Linked DNA regions of Hordeum vulgare: region 1 is linked to region 2. The links are chromatin contacts, called in public Hi-C maps. All regions are on one chromosome and are shown on one strand. Each heading gives the region's core, a stretch centred on a gene start, on an enhancer-like site or on the middle of the called end of the contact. The rest is flanking DNA. Distances are from core to core; before and after follow the strand shown. Region 1 holds the start of LOC123409742 (probable protein phosphatase 2C 57). Region 2 holds the start of LOC123413304 (protein argonaute PNH1).

The links. Hi-C and Micro-C count contacts between places; a contact is called where the count stands out from the background.
Region 1: a Hi-C map of leaf shows a contact between it and region 2, with 3 times the contacts expected there. The contact joins the promoter of LOC123409742 here to the promoter of LOC123413304 in region 2. A contact is called at or near these places in 5 of 6 Hi-C or Micro-C datasets (leaf, seedling and an unstated tissue) and 1 of 1 datasets of contacts at active chromatin or transcription factors (embryo).

What each region holds. Positions count from the first base shown.
Region 1 is chr7H:493,508,912-493,513,804 of MorexV3_pseudomolecules_assembly, forward strand. LOC123409742 (probable protein phosphatase 2C 57) reads right to left here and starts at 1,460. Exons shown (of 4, transcript XM_045102603.1): 1 at 1,230-1,460. The coding sequence starts at 1,340.
Region 2 is chr7H:493,157,916-493,162,496 of MorexV3_pseudomolecules_assembly, forward strand. It overlaps LOC123413304 (protein argonaute PNH1), which reads right to left and starts at 1,263. Exons shown (of 23, transcript XM_045106247.1): 1 at 1,113-1,263.

The sequences.
Region 1 (4,893 bases), core at 210-2,709, 350 kb after region 2:
CCCCTTCCCTATCATAGTACAATGTTTTGCTTCTAAAAATTCCTTCCAAGCAGTGATGTTCTGGTCTCAGCTCGTACATGCTATAGATTAGTAGAAAGACAAATATATCTGTTTGTACTGTAACATCGAGAAGGAAAGCTAAACATGATGCATACACCACCTTTGTTTTCGCCTCTATCAAGAAAGCAATGTTCAATCTGACAGAACTAGGGACTTCAATTTTTCAATAACCCAAACCAAAGCCGTCGTAGAGAAATAAGATGAGAACCAAAAAAAGGGAACATGGTGATGAGATTAAGTCACATTACCGTTTTGCAAATTCCTTAAAACATGAAAAGAGGCTTTAGGAGTTTTCACACTGCAGTTTGCCAATTACTATTTCAAAGAAGCACGAGAATACCTTCTCTAGCACTAACTTGTTTGAATAATGTTCAGAGGACATGAGGTCAGAACAGGGCATGGCAAGTACACAAAAAGTTAAGAGACTTCCATGACACATAATTTCCAGATTACCAGATTGCAACTTTTCCAGGAAGATACGCCCTTCGAGATGAATAATGTATCATGTTCACAAAGCTACATCGCCCAACATCCCATAAAAATACCACGGCAGCACATGGGACTAATCTAGTTAACACGAACATTCTGAAAACTCTGCACATCAATCATTTCACAGAACCAAGACAGTCTTTTCAAAATACCACCTGACCATACGCATCTAAAACGGCTTTCTAGTTTACACGAACATTCTGAACACTCTGCATATCTAGTACTACATCCAGTTGATGCAGTCAATGATTTCATAGGACCCAACGCAGACTTTTCGAAAGACAACCTGAGTACAAGCATCAAGCATCTAATACGGCCTTCTAGTCTCCCGATAACCTGCATCCACATTAACCGCACGGATCTAAACAACCCATTGGCCACTGCAGGTTGCTAGTACTCTAGTACAACATGTATGTACCACCAAGCAAATTACAGAAAAAAGATGCATTCCCCTCTCTCCCCACCTCCAAGATGCACAGCAGAAGTTTCCATCATAACGGTGCAAGCTCTAGCTCCTCAGCGCAAACAGCTCACCTTGAAGCGAAGGAATCGCGCCGCACAGCAAACATTGAGCAGGAATCAGGCGGGGCGCAACGTAAAGCTCTCGCTTTCGGCACAGTTCACACGAGCAACCAAGCTAAGCGCGCCGAGATTCGAGATGCTGAGGCGTTGTTACTTACAAAGGATGCGTGCCGTGACAGCACCGGCTTCCTCGCCGAGGCTGACGACGGGATCGGCGGCTTACCCCTGCCGCCGCCGCCGCCGCCGCTGCCGAGCCTAAGCTCCTCCATCGCCGCCGCGGGGAGCCTCGTGGCCTCGGATCGAGTCGGAGAGTGCTAGGGTTAGGGTTTGGACTTGGAGCGGCGCCGCTGCCGCCAGCATCAGTAGATCAGTACGGAGCACTGTGGAGTGTGAACAGTACCCGCTGGCCGTCCAGAGAAAAATATCAGTGGAGGAGCAGGGGAGGGGTAGTACGGTAAATTTGGCGGTGGTTAATAAACTCAGATCGCGGTTAATTTTGCGGGCCACGTGATCCGGTGTGGGTGCTCCCGTGGGTCGGTGCTGCGAGCGCGGCCCGACCGCGACACGTGGGACGAAGGGAGTTTTGTTTGAGGGTCGGGACTTTGACCAAGAAAGTTTGAAAACAAAATAATTGAAAATCAATCCTTGTGATTTTTATTTTATTTTATGCTACTTCCTCCGGTCCGGTGCTCATCGCTGCTCATCCTTGCCAATAAATGGACGTCTCCACGTTCATTTTCAGAAAAACTAGACCACCTAGGGATCCCCGCCTCCACCCGCCACCTCTCACCTATAGCTGACCAAATAGATCGGGTTAACCAAGCACGATCTAAATAGACTGTGTTAGGGCATGCAGCCCGTCATGAACGAGACATGAGACGATCTAAATATAGCCATGCAGCTCATCTTGGAACGTGTCTGGACTAGAGACTGGGCACTTTTTATGAATAGAGTTTCAGGGTCGCGCTATTCGTCATCTTAGGTGAAAAATATTTATTTTTCACCCATCTTTATTTTTATATCGATACACCGTAAATTTACGTTTCTGAAATTTTAATCTTATCTCATACGGAAAAAAAGATCGTAAAAAAAATACATAGTCATCGTAAAAAATATTTTATTTCACGTAAAATTACAAACATAAAAATGTAGTGCAAATTATACATAAAATGTGATTTTTCTGGTCTTATGGCCTATATTTTTGTTTTCTTATGTCTAATTTTTCGTAATGAATCAATATAAACGTATCTATTTGCATTTTAAATTTAATTTATTCACGAAATGGTCGTAAAATTACCTCGGGTGAGGAATAATTTAATTTATTCACGAAATGGTCATAAAAAAATGTATTTTCTATTTTTTTCCATGAGGGGCACGCTTTTCCTTCCGCGAGAGGCACGGTTCTTACCTTCGTGAGAGGCACGCGCTCTCGGAAAGGGGAAACATGTTTTTTCGCGAGAGGCACGTTTTTGCCTTCGTGAGAGGCACGCCCGTGCCACTCGGAAAGGCAAAAACGTATTTTTTGTGAGAGGCACGGTTTTGCTTTCGCAAGAGGCACGATTTTGCTTTCGTGAGAGGCACGCCCGTGCCTCACGGAAAGGAGAAAACGCAGAATACGTGTTTTTAGTTCTTTTCCTATCGCGAGAGGCACTTTTTTTGGTCCGGTTTTTTCATGAATTTTTTTCATCAAAACCTATCAACGTGGGATCTATTTTTGAAGATCTCGACGCAAGAAATTCAACGGTGAAAACGGTTCGAGATTTGGACACATGGTTTAGGAGATAAAATGTTTTAAAAATACGAATCTACAAAAAAAGGGAGATTCCCGGGTTGCGACAAGTGGCACACATGCAGTGTGCCATTTATCGCAACCGGGAGTGATGAGTGACATTTGAAAGTAGTACTCCCTAATTAGTGATTTTGGGTATGCTCCCACCTCCGAAGCTCCCACCTCATGCTAGGGTTGCGGGGCCCATATCTGGCCCTCCCGGGCCCGAACCACCACCGCAACTGCCCATGAGCCCGCAGCCACGTCGCAACTCCCCCGTCGCCCGCAGCTCCCGATCTGCAGCTCGAGTTGTCGCGCTCCTCTGCCCGCCCCTGCCCGATGGTCTCGCCTAACCCCGTCACTCCGGCGATCAGGCCGTCACTGACGACCCGCATCGAACCTCGACGACGACCTCCTTATTCTTCTCACCCTCGCCCTGATCTCTGTGTCTCTTTGGTTCAGCAGGAAGCCGCCATGAAAGAGGCCGCACCCGAGTTGTACTTAGTCAGATCTCGTGGACCAAGCACCGACGAGCCCCCTCGACACCGGAAATGGACCCCCCTCGCCCGGATCTACCGTCACTAGCCCCCTCATGCACCCGCTCCTCGCAGACGAGCCACAACAACTCCGTTGACTTGCACCCGCCACCAAGGGTGCCTATCCGAAATCACTAATTAGGGAGTACTTCTTTCAAAGATCACTCCCACCTCCCAAGGTTGCGACAAGTAGTGCATTGCATGCGTGCCACTTGTCGCAACCTGGAAGTTATTCCTTTTTTCATAGATTCGTATTTTCAAAACGTTTTATCTCCTAAACCGTGCGTCCAAATATTGAACCGTTTTCATCGTTGGATTTCTCGTGTCGAGATCTTCAAAACTAGATCCCATATTGATAGGTTTTGACCAACTTTTTTATGAAAAACCGGACCAAAAAACCATGACTCTCGCGATATAAAAAAACAAAAAACGCGTTTCTGCATTTTTTTTCTTTCCGAGAGTCACGGTCGTGCCTCTCACGAAGGCAAAATCGTGCCTCTCAAGGAAGCAAAATTGTGCCTCTTGCGAAAAAAACACATTTTTTCCTTTTGGAGAGGCACATGTGTGTCTCTCACAAAGGCAAAAGCGTGCCTCTCATGGAAAAGAAAACAGAAAACAATTTTTTTTACTTTCCGGGAGGCACGACCGTCGTGCCTCTCACGAAGGCAAAACCGTGCCTCTCGGGGAAGGAAACTCGTGCCTCTCGCGGAAGCAAAACCGTGCATGTCGCCAAAAAACAGAAAGGGAGTTTTTTTTCGTTTCCGAGAGGCACGACTGTGCCTCTTGCGAAGGCAAAACCGTGCCTCTCGCGCAAGCAAAACCGTGTATCTTCGCAAAAAAACAGAAAACACGTTTTTTGTGAAAAAATTGAATTATTTTGTCAAAAAGCTAAGAGAGACTAGTTAAAACCGGAAACACGAAAGAATCAGGAAAAAACAATCTAAAAAGCCGAAAACGCTTGCGAAAAAATGAAATCCGAAGGAAGCGCTCACAACGCGACACGTGGCGGTGGTTGAGAATGTGCCAAGTGGCGATACGCGGGAGTGCTCTCTCGGAGACTCCCGAAGGAGCGCTCGCTAACTAGTGGCTCCCCTTCCTATCTGCAGCGCACTCACGGAAGGGAGGCGAGGACCGAGCGCTCGGCCTCTCCTGCGCGTGGGCCACTCGCGCCCCACAGTGCCTAACCCATCCCAAGCCTCGGTCGGCCCAGCCACATCTTGTTGGGGAACGTCGCATGGGAAACAAAAAAATTCCTATGCACACCAAGATCAATCTATGGAGACTAACATCTACGAGAGGGGGAGTCCACCTACATACCCTTGTAGATCGCTAAGCGGAAGGGTATATAATGTAGTTGATGTAGTCGAACATCTTCGCGATCCAAATCGCAATCCGTCCCGCGATCCCATCATGATCCGTCCCGATCTAGTGTCGAACGAACGACACCTTCGCGTTCAGCACATGTACAGCTCGATGACGTTCTCCACCTCCTTGATCTAGCAAGCGAGGATGGAGAGG
Region 2 (4,581 bases), core at 13-2,512:
TTGTTTGCTTTAACACTTCATTTATCTTTCTTTCTAAACGGTGATAGATGCTGTTCATCTATGCTGTCGCCCACTCGCCCCCCGTAAACTTGCGTTGTTTTTGCAGCAAAACGAAAAAATGACCTCACGTGAGCTGGAGTTGGTAAACTGAAGAAAGTATAAGTGGTAGTAGTACTAGAACAAATAATGAGAGATACGGCGTCCACTCATTATCCTACGTGGTGTCCACTCAGTAGCTAGCTAGCCACATGTAACATGCCAGGCTCGAAGATTATTTTTCGTCGATGGTACGGTGTGTTATCATGGCAGGACAAGTAGATGAAGACTGCTTCCATGTGGAAGCGAAAGGACTAGAGAATCAGCCTAGGGTGCCCTATCGCGGAGGCAAGAAGTAGAAGGGCAGGCCGGAGAAGACGACGAGCAGGATGCCTACAAGCGACGCAATCATGAGTTGTTCTACCCAAGTTTGAAGAAGAGGCTCGCAATCGCATGCATGCATGCATCCATTTAATGGCCGGCCGGCACAGAGAGAGAGAGAGAAAGAGAGACTGAAGAGAGAGAGGGAGAGAGAGAGCATGCAGAAGAGACGTGCGACTGCGAGCGTACATGGCGGTGATGTGTGACTGGGATCTCCACAGTGCAAAGCTCTGTGCGTTTTGGCTTCACGCCATGGCCGCGCAGCTAGGCGGCGACGGCAAAGCCGGTTTCCCCTCTCTTGCTGTTGCAGGCCATGCATGCATGCATGCGGCCGGACGCGCTCGATCGCTCCGCCTCAAAAGCGCCGCCGACGGACCCGGCCGAGACCGCAAGGCATCAAAAGGAAGGGAACGCAAGGGGCCCGACGGAAATCAACCAGCGTCCAAGCGAATCCCCGGCAAAATGTGATGTGCGCGGATGCATGCTGGATGAATGGATGAATGAATGTGCAGCTGCAGATCAGTGTACCATGCACAGTGCCACTCCACTATGGATCTTTGCTGGCTACGCCACTCTCTACTACCAGTATCTGGTGTAGTACAGCACAGTACATTATAGCTTGAAGGAGCGTACACACAATAAGACGTAAAGTAAGATCAGAAGATGTGAGCAGCAGCCACCGGAAGATAGCGTACCTGAGCCTGATGAGAGAAGCCTGAGGGAAGCGTGCTCGAAATCCCAACGGCGCCTAGCTATCCAAGCTTCCTCCCTTGGCAAGAGCGGTACTAGTCGTGGTAGCAACGGCTAAGTAAGCAGAGGATAAGCAGCAGGCCAAGATCTCGTCCAAAGGTGGCATGGAGCGCCCGAGGAGTGGCGAGCTTATATAAAGCCGGGGAAAAGCAAAACTAAAAAGCAAAGCCGGGGCCATGCAACGCACGCAGCCTGGCCTAGCCCAAACTAAAGCGGAGCTCCCTCCGACGCCAGTGCAGTGCTCGCGCACGCACAGCACAAAGCGGCGGCCGTCTTTTCACGCACACCGGACCGGCCGCCTCTTTTTACCCCTGCCCTGCCAAATTAATCTGTTTCGCTCTCTCTCTCTCTCTCTCTTTTCGCTCTCGTCTTTAGGCAAGGCCTTTGGGCTTTGGTGAACGTACGTACGTACGGTCAGTTTACCGTTTCTACACACGGTGAAGATACGGGAGACAATTGCGAATGTTTTTTTCTTTTTTACCCGGACAGATATGTGTTGCTGTTGGGCAACCATTCGATCGCCGGCCTGTGACCTCGAGGTCAAAAAAAAAATTCTAACCTTTAATGCAAAGAAAACGTATATCTGATCCTAGTTTAAAAATACGTTTAAAATTGACCTCTTTACGTGACGCCAACGTCTCTGTCGTCTCGGTTGCACTGGAGACGCCAGGGTCCCTGACGTCTAGCTGGGCCCAGTCGATCAGCCTGCCGTTGACCAGATGACGTGGCGAAGGGGTCAGACGTCAGGGTCCCTGGCGGCTGGCCCAGGACCAGACGTCAGGGTCCCTGACGTCTGGCCCAGGACCACACGTCAGGGTCCCTGACGTGTCATAAGTCCAATTTAGTGCAAACCTACTGGTGTCTGTTGTGCGCACCCAGACGCGAGGGTCTCTGGCGTCTCATATGTCCAATTTAGTGCAAACCTGCTGGTTTCTTTTGTGCGCACCCAGACGCCAGGGTCCATGTCGTCCGGCTCCTGAACCCAACTAGACTATGTGGAGGACTATTGGTGTGGGTCCCACCACACTCACTTTTCCCTACCATTGTTGCTTCATTTCTGCTCTCCTCCTATCTCCTTCCCCTCAAGACCCCATCGAATCCGAGCAAGAAGGTGATTCCCTAACATAAATATGTCCATAAACATTGTTCCTTGTAGTATTCTTCTCCGATTCATTCAATTTTTTTTGTTGAACATCCTTATTATGATACATTTTGTACATCTTACATTTTTTTACATCTTAGAGAAACCCTAACTAAATTTAGTGTGTATTGAGTAGTTAGTGTATATTGAGTAGTCATTTTTTGAAATACAGGATGAGACCGTTCATTTACGTTGAGGCTTCTGCTGAGGCGGCGACGAAGCGTGAACGCGAATTTATTGAGAAAAAAATGACCTACTGGGTGGCAGTCGTTGATGCGTTGAATGCGGCGTGTAGAGCCTTTTCAAACTACTGTTCACTAAAGACGTTGTCAAAAGAATAATCGATAAAAAAAGAGCGAGATCAAGAAGCTGAAGAAGAGGGAAAAAGATTATCGGCGTGATCTTGCAATGCAAGTTGCATTGTGTGCAACAAGGGAAGAACATCAACAGTTTAACATTCATAACCATGGCCAGGTCATTGATTGGTTAGTGAGGCAATCTTTTTCGCCACTGCCGAAGCAGGCTTCTCATCGGGCATGGGTCAAAGAAAAAAATGATGTCATTTGCTGCAATTCTGGACCTAACGACAATTAGCCTATGTAATCTTTGTCATTTGGAACTACAATGACATGTATCCATCAGCCTGTTATGTAATCTTTATCATTTGAACTATGCAATCTTTATCATTTGAACTATGCAATCTTTATCATTTCAAATATGTAATCTTTATCATTTGAACTATGCAATCTTTATCATTTCAACTATGCAATCTTTATCATTCCAACTATGTAATCTTTATCATTTGAACTATGCAATCTTTATCATTCCAACTATGTAATCTTTATCATTCATAACAAGTACACAAATTAAAGTTAACATAACAGGTGCACTTCATTTCATTTCATGACATGTTTACGAATTTAAGATAACACAAGGTGTTCACTACATGACAACTTCAAGAATTCAAGATAACATAGGTGTTCACTACACGACAAGTTCACTTCACGACAGGTTCACAAATTAAAGATAGCATATCAAGTGCACTTCACTTCACTTCCTTCTTCCTCTCTTCGTGGTTTTGCCCTTTCTCGTAGGCACTTCCTCCTCCTCTTCTTTGATAGACTCCTCTTCTCCCTCTGCCTCTTCCTCTTCTATATCTTCCTCCTCTTCCTCTTCCTCGTCTTCCTCTTCTTCAATATACCGCATCCCCTTAGGCAAATTCTTACGATTATACTCCGGACTACGAAATCGAAAATTTAATCTCTTCTTTCTTGCCGCACGTGGCGTCTTCTTCTTCCTGGACTGTGACAGCTGTGACGGTTGTGGAGCATCAATATCTACCTCATGCTCCTGTGTCGTCTCTTCTTCTTCCTCTTCTTCTATGTCATCGATGGTTAGCTGACGACGTCGAGCTCTAGTGGAGCGGCTTGTACCACCTGTAAACACGTCCACAGACTGAGCACTGTGGCAAGAAAGCATAGCTGCCCACTTGTGGAACCTTGACTTAAACTTCTGAGAAACACACGAAACACTATGTTAGACGCAAATAAGTAATTCATTAAGACAAACATTTGTAAACATGATCATACCTCCAGCGTGGTCCTAAGAGTTCTCTCAGATGATGCACCTCCCGGGGGATGACTAAGTGCTACATTGGCATCGTTCACGCACATAAGGAACTCTCTACCCTTCAATTCATTAACACAACAAACATTCAGAATTGAAGAAGACAATGTAATGCTGACTGGTTCTGATTCATTCACTTACCAGTTCGTCATGCATGGGTGCATAGTCCACTTGACTCTCTCCGGTCTCTCGCACAACCATGTTGAAGGAATGATACCCTTCTGCAGTAGATGGATCTTCTCACACCAACTCAGACCACTCTTCCCTAGTCCAACCGGGCTTAAGCTTCAACCGGTAACGATCCGCATACCACACAAGATATTTCTGGTAGGCAGAATCATTGTGGGGTCTATTCTCTTTGTGAATTAACGTCTCTCTCTGATTCCACATTGCTATCCAGTGATGGTGTTTGACAGCCCAATCCGATATATCCTGATTGTTCCTTCGACTGAACCTAAAACGATGCACGATGGTTTAAACGATTATCAAACATAAACTTTCACAATGTTATAGTGCAAAATCTCATGAATCATTTTAGCTTACCCATGCGCACTTGTGATTACACTCCTGGTCTCCTCAGTTGGAATACCTTGGCGTTTCCCAAATTGCGTGGCAACACGATCTACAAAGTGGAACTCGACAGCATA